Linked DNA regions of Drosophila melanogaster: region 1 is linked to region 2. The links are chromatin contacts, called in public Hi-C maps. All regions are on one chromosome and are shown on one strand. Each heading gives the region's core, a stretch centred on a gene start, on an enhancer-like site or on the middle of the called end of the contact. The rest is flanking DNA. Distances are from core to core; before and after follow the strand shown. Region 1 holds the start of lncRNA:CR44888 (long non-coding RNA:CR44888). Region 2 holds the start of lncRNA:CR33963 (long non-coding RNA:CR33963).

The links. Hi-C and Micro-C count contacts between places; a contact is called where the count stands out from the background.
Region 1: a Hi-C map of the Kc167 cell line shows a contact between it and region 2, with 2.0 times the contacts expected there. The contact joins the promoter of lncRNA:CR44888 here to the promoter of lncRNA:CR33963 in region 2. A contact is called at or near these places in 1 of 107 Hi-C or Micro-C datasets (the Kc167 cell line) and 1 of 6 datasets of contacts at active chromatin or transcription factors (the Kc167 cell line).

Annotation. Positions count from the first base shown.
Region 1 is chrX:15,496,535-15,499,953 of dm6, forward strand. lncRNA:CR44888 (long non-coding RNA:CR44888) reads right to left here and starts at 1,328. Exons shown (of 1, transcript NR_123918.1): 1 at 989-1,328. All of the region lies in intron 2 of Gmap (Golgi microtubule-associated protein), which reads left to right.
Region 2 is chrX:12,657,812-12,661,140 of dm6, forward strand. lncRNA:CR33963 (long non-coding RNA:CR33963) reads left to right here and starts at 1,651. Exons shown (of 1, transcript NR_002692.1): 1 at 1,651-2,821. Tis11 (Tis11 zinc finger protein) reads left to right here and starts at 1,604. Exons shown (of 4, transcript NM_001272561.2): 1 at 1,604-1,737; 2 at 2,723-3,056. The coding sequence starts at 2,973. It overlaps CkIalpha (Casein kinase Ialpha), which reads left to right. Exons shown (of 4, transcript NM_078585.6): 4 at 1-23.

The DNA of each region.
Region 1 (3,419 bases), core at 78-2,577, 2.8 Mb after region 2:
GCAACCGAACGAAATGCATTTGAAAAGCGTGCAGATGTGTGTGTGTGTATGTGTTTGTGTGTGTGTGTGTGTGCATCTGTGTACTGGTGTTGCGCATTGTTGTGCTGGCTGTTGTTACAGTTGCTTTTTTTTTTCCTCCCATTGCTGATAAAAGAAAAGCCCCCAAAACTAATTAACGCCTGCAACGTGTTTGCTGCCAGTATATAATGACATATACCTACATTTTGTACATACTTACATATATATCACCAAGCATTGATAGTGTTCCCCCTTTCCCCCTCGCCCTCCCCATACCCATACTCTTCCTGCCCAACCAAAAAGGTGCGAAAGAGATGGCCACTATGGGCTTGGGGTCTAGACGATTGTGTGTGCTGTGTGTATTTCTACCTTCATGGGTTGACTGTATTTTTATCTGCTAATTAAACACAGACGCTCGATTGCGCCAGTAACAAATACAACAGAAACAGTGAAAACAGCAACTGAAACAGAAACAGAAACCGAAACCGTACAGAAACACCAGTAACAACAGCCCGCTTAAAGTCAACGACGTGGCCATATGGAACCACTAGAGAACCGCATATACCATATACCATATAATACCATATATCATATACTACATAGATGATATAGCCGAAAATATACTCTGAATTACGGCGAGGCAGTTTGGAATTGTGCTTGCACAGCGAAAAGATGAAACTACATGCGTTGTCCGGGTGTCGTCTTTCTTCATCAAATCTCTTGGGAAAGCAAGGAAACGCGACTGGTCTATCTAAATGGCACGTAATGCCTATGTAGCCAGCTTTTTGTCGCATCCTGCCGTCCCTTTCTAAGCCAAACCTTTTTTCAACTACTCCCCCCCCCCCCTCCATGCAACGATACGCGGGCTTATTTGTTTTCTTTTAACAACTTGCTATCTCTATCTCTGGACTCTCCCAAAAGGAACTCAAATGAGGGGAGTCTTAGGAGAGCTCAGCCAATACAGTGTAGGGTCTTAAGCTAGGAAATATTGTCAATTGCAGCATGTTAAAGATGCTAATTCCACTTTATTATGAAATTTTGGTACGGGTTCAAAGTTGCTGATGAATAGAACTGGCTCTTTATTCAAAGCAATGCACGTTAGAAAGATTTTGGGAATTTCGGGTCTTGAGATTACGGTTTTCAAAGATCGTCATAGAGTTGTCGGACTGTAGGTGTATTTTAGACGGCGGTGCAGCGTCGCCAGAAGTGGCAGAGGGGCGGTAGGACGGTTTGGGGGCGGGGCAGCAGAGGCGGTACAGACGATTGAGGCGATCGGAGAGCGGCCAGCAGAGAGCATACATCACTGAGCGCTGAGAACAAACAAAATGAGCAAAATAAGCAAATAAAGCCGTCTCCAGCGGTACAACAACAATAGCGACAACAACACCATCGCACACACACACACACGCACACACATAAGCAATTCTTTAAACAACACAAAAAGAAAAAAAAAGAAAATAAATAAAAACAACAACAAACGTCGCTTAATTTCAAGTTAAATAGCCGACGCGCATTATTTGAGTTTTGAAATGGAGAGCAAGTCGAAGTTGCTGGCTACGTGTGCATATCGCCATACATATGTACACATACATACATATATCCGAATCCATGTACAAATGCCCATGTACCCACATCCATCCCACCGCCGAGTGAGGTTATGTACGGCTGTCATGATAAATGTCTTACCATTTTATCCATTAACCCCGTCGCTGCTATCTCCCCACCCAGCGCGGTCTTTATCTCTGATTTTATACCTTTCAAATGAATCAGAGTTATGAATCATAGTCGCGATTGGTCGGGTTCATCAACTCAATGGCTATGTCCTTTGAACTGTTTTTAAACTGGGATCCAAACTCACCAAACTCATCAAAGTCTTGCTTTCATCACGCAGTTTTAAAGTATATCTAATGGGATCAGTATGACCATAGTTGCTAAGCAATAAAAATATAATTCAAACGCAAAAACGCTAATCATTCATTTAATGATGTGAAACTCTAACGTGACGTGCTGGAATTCGATAAAGCAAGTAACTGTGTAATAGGTATGCTTTTGATATGCTGGTAATATGTTTTTGATGGGTACCAGATAATAAAATTGATATTAAAGCTTGGTAATAATAATTTGTTATATTATATAATATAGATTAGCGTAGCTCGACTTTAGAGAATCCTTTACACATAACACATATAACCAAATATATAGTTAGAAACTAGAACTTCAAACGGTTTTAATAGTTCCCACTTAGCCTGAGTTCGTTTCAAAGATATGATGATCCTTATTCGCGCCATCTGTCGTCTCTTTCGCTCGCTCTTTCCCCACCGATGGCGCTTCGTGCTGCGCTTCGTGTGCTCGGCTCGACGACTTCGGCACTGGCTTCGTGTGCGGCTTCGGCTGCAGTTCCGTCGCATGCGATCGCCGCCGGTCGCTATTTCCACCGGCGCACTGCACGCAACAATCACTCGTCGATCGCTCGCTCAGCGGATCGGACGTACCGGTATTATCGCTCCTCCGTTGCCTCGGTCGCAATCGCTGCTCGCGTCGGTGCGGCGTTGCCACCCCCTCGAAACCGAAAACCCATTATAAAGTTTGAAACATATATATCCTAAACAGAACAATAAGTTTAACTAATTTTTTTTTGTATCGCTGCCTTAAAATTGTATCGCGTAATTAAGTGAAAAGTTGCATTACATTTGACTCTTGTTTTTTCCTCATTTTTTTTTCGAACAAAACCTATTATTTTTTTGATTTGTTTTTGCTTGTGATGAACGGAACGGAAAAGCCGAATGAGAACATATTAAATTAAAAAAAAAAAAAAATTGAAAAGACCGGAAAATAATTTGAAGGCAAAATTTACTGCCCAGCTGCCAAATCGAAATTGAAAATCGCCGCTCAGCTGACGAGTAAAAAACTGTAAGTTGTTGCTAAATGTAATTGTTGCCGTCAGTTAATAATGCCCATTAACTTAGCCGGTTGGTTCAGGGGGTCAGGGTGGGGGCCAGAAAGAGACGGGGCTAGTCGTAGAGTGACTTGGCTTAAACTTGAGCTAACTTGAGTTATTCCTCGCTTTTTTAGCCCCATCTCGCTTTTTTTTTCGTTTAAGCCCGCCTTGACTTTCGACTTTTGTCGCGTCTTGACATCTCCTCTTATTAACTATGTAATTTTCTCTTGGTTTTTATTGCACTGCATACACTAAATTATTGTGTTTATTATTACTCATTTGCCCGAACTCAAATTGCGAAAACATGGCGAAAAATAAAGTGTTCTAAAGTGTGAAATGTAGAGTGGCATTTAAATATGGAATTATTGTGTGCAATTCTATTCTATTCTACTACTAAAAGGTTTAAAACTTCCATTTGAATAGCTCAGTTTAGATCGAATTTTTTGTTAAGTGAAGAATTCGT
Region 2 (3,329 bases), core at 401-2,900:
TGCATACGTTTTATTTGAGCCCCAACATTTAATTTCCCCCATAAGTGCTTTGTATCTAAAGTTGTATTCGTTTCAGCTGAAATTAAAATTTAGTTGAAATTAAAGATGCTTTTATATATTTAAATTAATCACAAAAAAATGCCTGTGTTTTTCAGATCTTGCGTTCAGTCATTAATAATGCATTTTAGTTATGAAAACTTGAACGTGACATAAAAACATTTCATTGTCACATTGGTTTATGGTTTATGGTTTATGGTTTATGGTTTGTTTATTTAAATTTGTACTGCTACTATTGATATCATCTAGTAGATTGCATAGCTGGTAGTTAGCAAAATATTCTGAAGAGATGAGAAAAAAAACGTAGAATCTTTGTAGAGAAAGTTGTCAATATTTTAAATTACGTTTATATTTAATGGAATGGTTATCTGCGATACTGTAATGGATGGTACAGGGGGGCGCAGCGTTAATCATCTTTCTTTAAAGTATTTTCCATAATGCCTCCAAAAATCGATTCGTAATGTTTTTTCACTTTCAGGTGGTCTTTCTTAAGATCCAAAACGAATTTAGCAGCTGACGTCTTTTGCAACCCGACTGTGAAATACATTTATTTATTAGACCCTCTTAATTTCTTTGTTTATTCGTCATTGTTGACCAATGACACGTACGCGGTCCGTCTGTGTGTGAGAATGTGCTTTTTATTATTTATTAACTTTATGGGATGTCCACTGCACTACTGACCCATTCCAATCAGCACCCCGTTTGCAAGCAGAAGGCGCTGATTGGAAAACACCAATTGCAGTGCAATTGCTGATAAGAACATTTAAAGTTCTGATTGAATAGTAAAAGAGCAAAAACGAAGCGCAACATTTATCAATTCGTCTCTTTAGTTTGACAAGAGATCTTAAAACATTTGCTATTTATAATTTTACATTTATAAATAACTTATTGCAGGATAACTCCTGAGAACATTGTCATTATTTTATCATTACATTCCTAAAAAGCTAACATGGGGAAAAATACAAATGAAATTTAAACTATGGCGCTTGTTTTGATACTGCGATTTAGATGGCTGCCACATAGTTTGACTTTGCCACCCGTGGAGCTGAAGTGACTGGAAATATATCTTTAACAACTTAAAGTTGCCTAACTAGTGCAATTATGCGCTTCAATAATGTTTTAAAAATAGTAGAAATTGGGACAGCGCTGCCAATAACTTCGAAAATTTAAAGGCAATCCAGTGGCACCACTGGCAAGCGAGTAGGTACAGGTGGCACCTCTACCAGTCGAGTTTGCACAGGTGGCACCACTAGCAAGCGAGTTGGCTCGATTAATGTTACTTGATTTACTATCGACTATGCTACTTGATTTAAAGGTATTATATGAAAAAACTTTCATTTCAAGTTTGAAGCATTTTTTCTTTTAGCTAGGTAAAAACTAACCGACTACAGAATAACCATTTACATATCTTAGACTCAAACGCTCTGACAAAAGAGCGCCTAACGGGAGGCCAAATGCCGTTCACCAAAAAGCATATATGACGTGGGCATTTTTCGGCTGACTCGCGGCTGGTCACACTGCCGGGCAACCGAATCGAAAAAACGGCGATTCGACATTTTTGTGCGAGTGTAAGGTTCGATTCCGATCTGGCTGGTTGTCTGACGGACGTGCTGCGTCTATTTTGTTGTGTTTTTTTGCGAACGAGCGAAGAGCGACAGGACCTCTGCGCCCGTATTCAAAGTAATAAGCGATTCGATAGCCAAATTAAAATTGTGTGCTTGTTTCTCGTGTATCTTGTGGTGTTTGTGCGATCCAAATCGAGTGGTCAACTTACATTCCCTTTCATCCTTTTCGTGGTTTATTTTTTTTTGCAAGTGCCGGAAAAATTCGAATTGGTTGTTCATCAATATACAACAGTTAACTGTATAGTAAAGTAAGAAATGGTCCACTGTTGTCGTTGTTTTTAAAAGGTGTAAAGTAAGAGTAAATGAATATAAAAGGCGCAACGAGAATTTCTTGAATCATGTTCAAATAAGCATAAGCAAGCATTCGATTAATTTACATGCGCGCATGTGTGCAATCCCAAGGACTTTGGGAACAAGAAGAACCGCGCGCACAAGGAGCATGCGAAGCAACAGGGAAAAATCATAAACGACAGAAATTGCTGCCCTTTTATTTGATTTTTGTGTTATGTTTTTTTTTTTGATGATTTTGAGTTCGCTGTCGCAGCAATAATATAAGAATTACAAACACACAGACGCAAGTGATATACGACCACCACTAGAGATCGCACACACACACGCAACACTTAGGCACACATAGGGAGATAGAGTGAGAGAAGGAGGAAAGGAAGGACGGAAAGGAAGGGACGAAGCGCAAGCTTATCTTTTCGCTTTTCGAGAACGCGAACGAAGACGATAAAAGCAAAGCAAACAACGCACACACGTAAATAAAACAGACATCGGCTGTTTAACAAACACACACATGTGTATATCAAAAAAGGGACAAAGCAAAGCGAAGAATATCAGCCTTTGGTTCTTCTTTCCTTTGCACATGTGCCTGGAAAATATCCTTACGAACACACTCCCATACGCATACGCATACGAACGACAAGCACGTGAAATTTTTGTTCCCTTGCTCTTTGCCCTTCTCTCTTCTGCCCTCGTGCATCGCTCTCTCACTTCCATTATTCGTCGCTAATCAAACGCTCTCTTCACTCTTTTAGCTGATTTTTTTTTATTGTTGCAATGCAATATTCGCGGAACGAATAACAACAACATACATAACTCAATATTCAAGTGCAAAGCAAATACAAATCAAACACAAAAGAAAAAGCAACGAAATAAAGATATATAGAAAAGAAAAACAAAACGAAAAAATTCGCACATTTTTTCTGTCTTGTCCAGTGGAAAATACAACAAATAAACAACAACGGCTAAATCAAGTTAACAATCTGTTCAAAACCAATCAACAAAATGTCTGCTGATATTCTGCAGAAATCAAGAGAGCAGGATGATTCGCACTACTTCGAGCGTGGCGATATATCCAAATACGTAACGGTAAGTTTCCCAAAATTCTCAAAAACTACGTTTTCCTCCGTTTTTAACTGTTCGGTCATTATATTCTTGTTCTTGTGTTTTTTTTTTCTCAAAATTCGGTATTGTTTAAAGTGTTATTTTTCAAGATGTGGTTTTACCCAGAGTTATGAATGAAATTGAATAAATATGCCATGACTAATTTACAAAACTAATTCAATAGGTCTCTTATGTTGTTTTTATATTGCATGCAGATGTGCGCATATGCATTTTTGTCTTGGTATTTGGGCTTCCAAG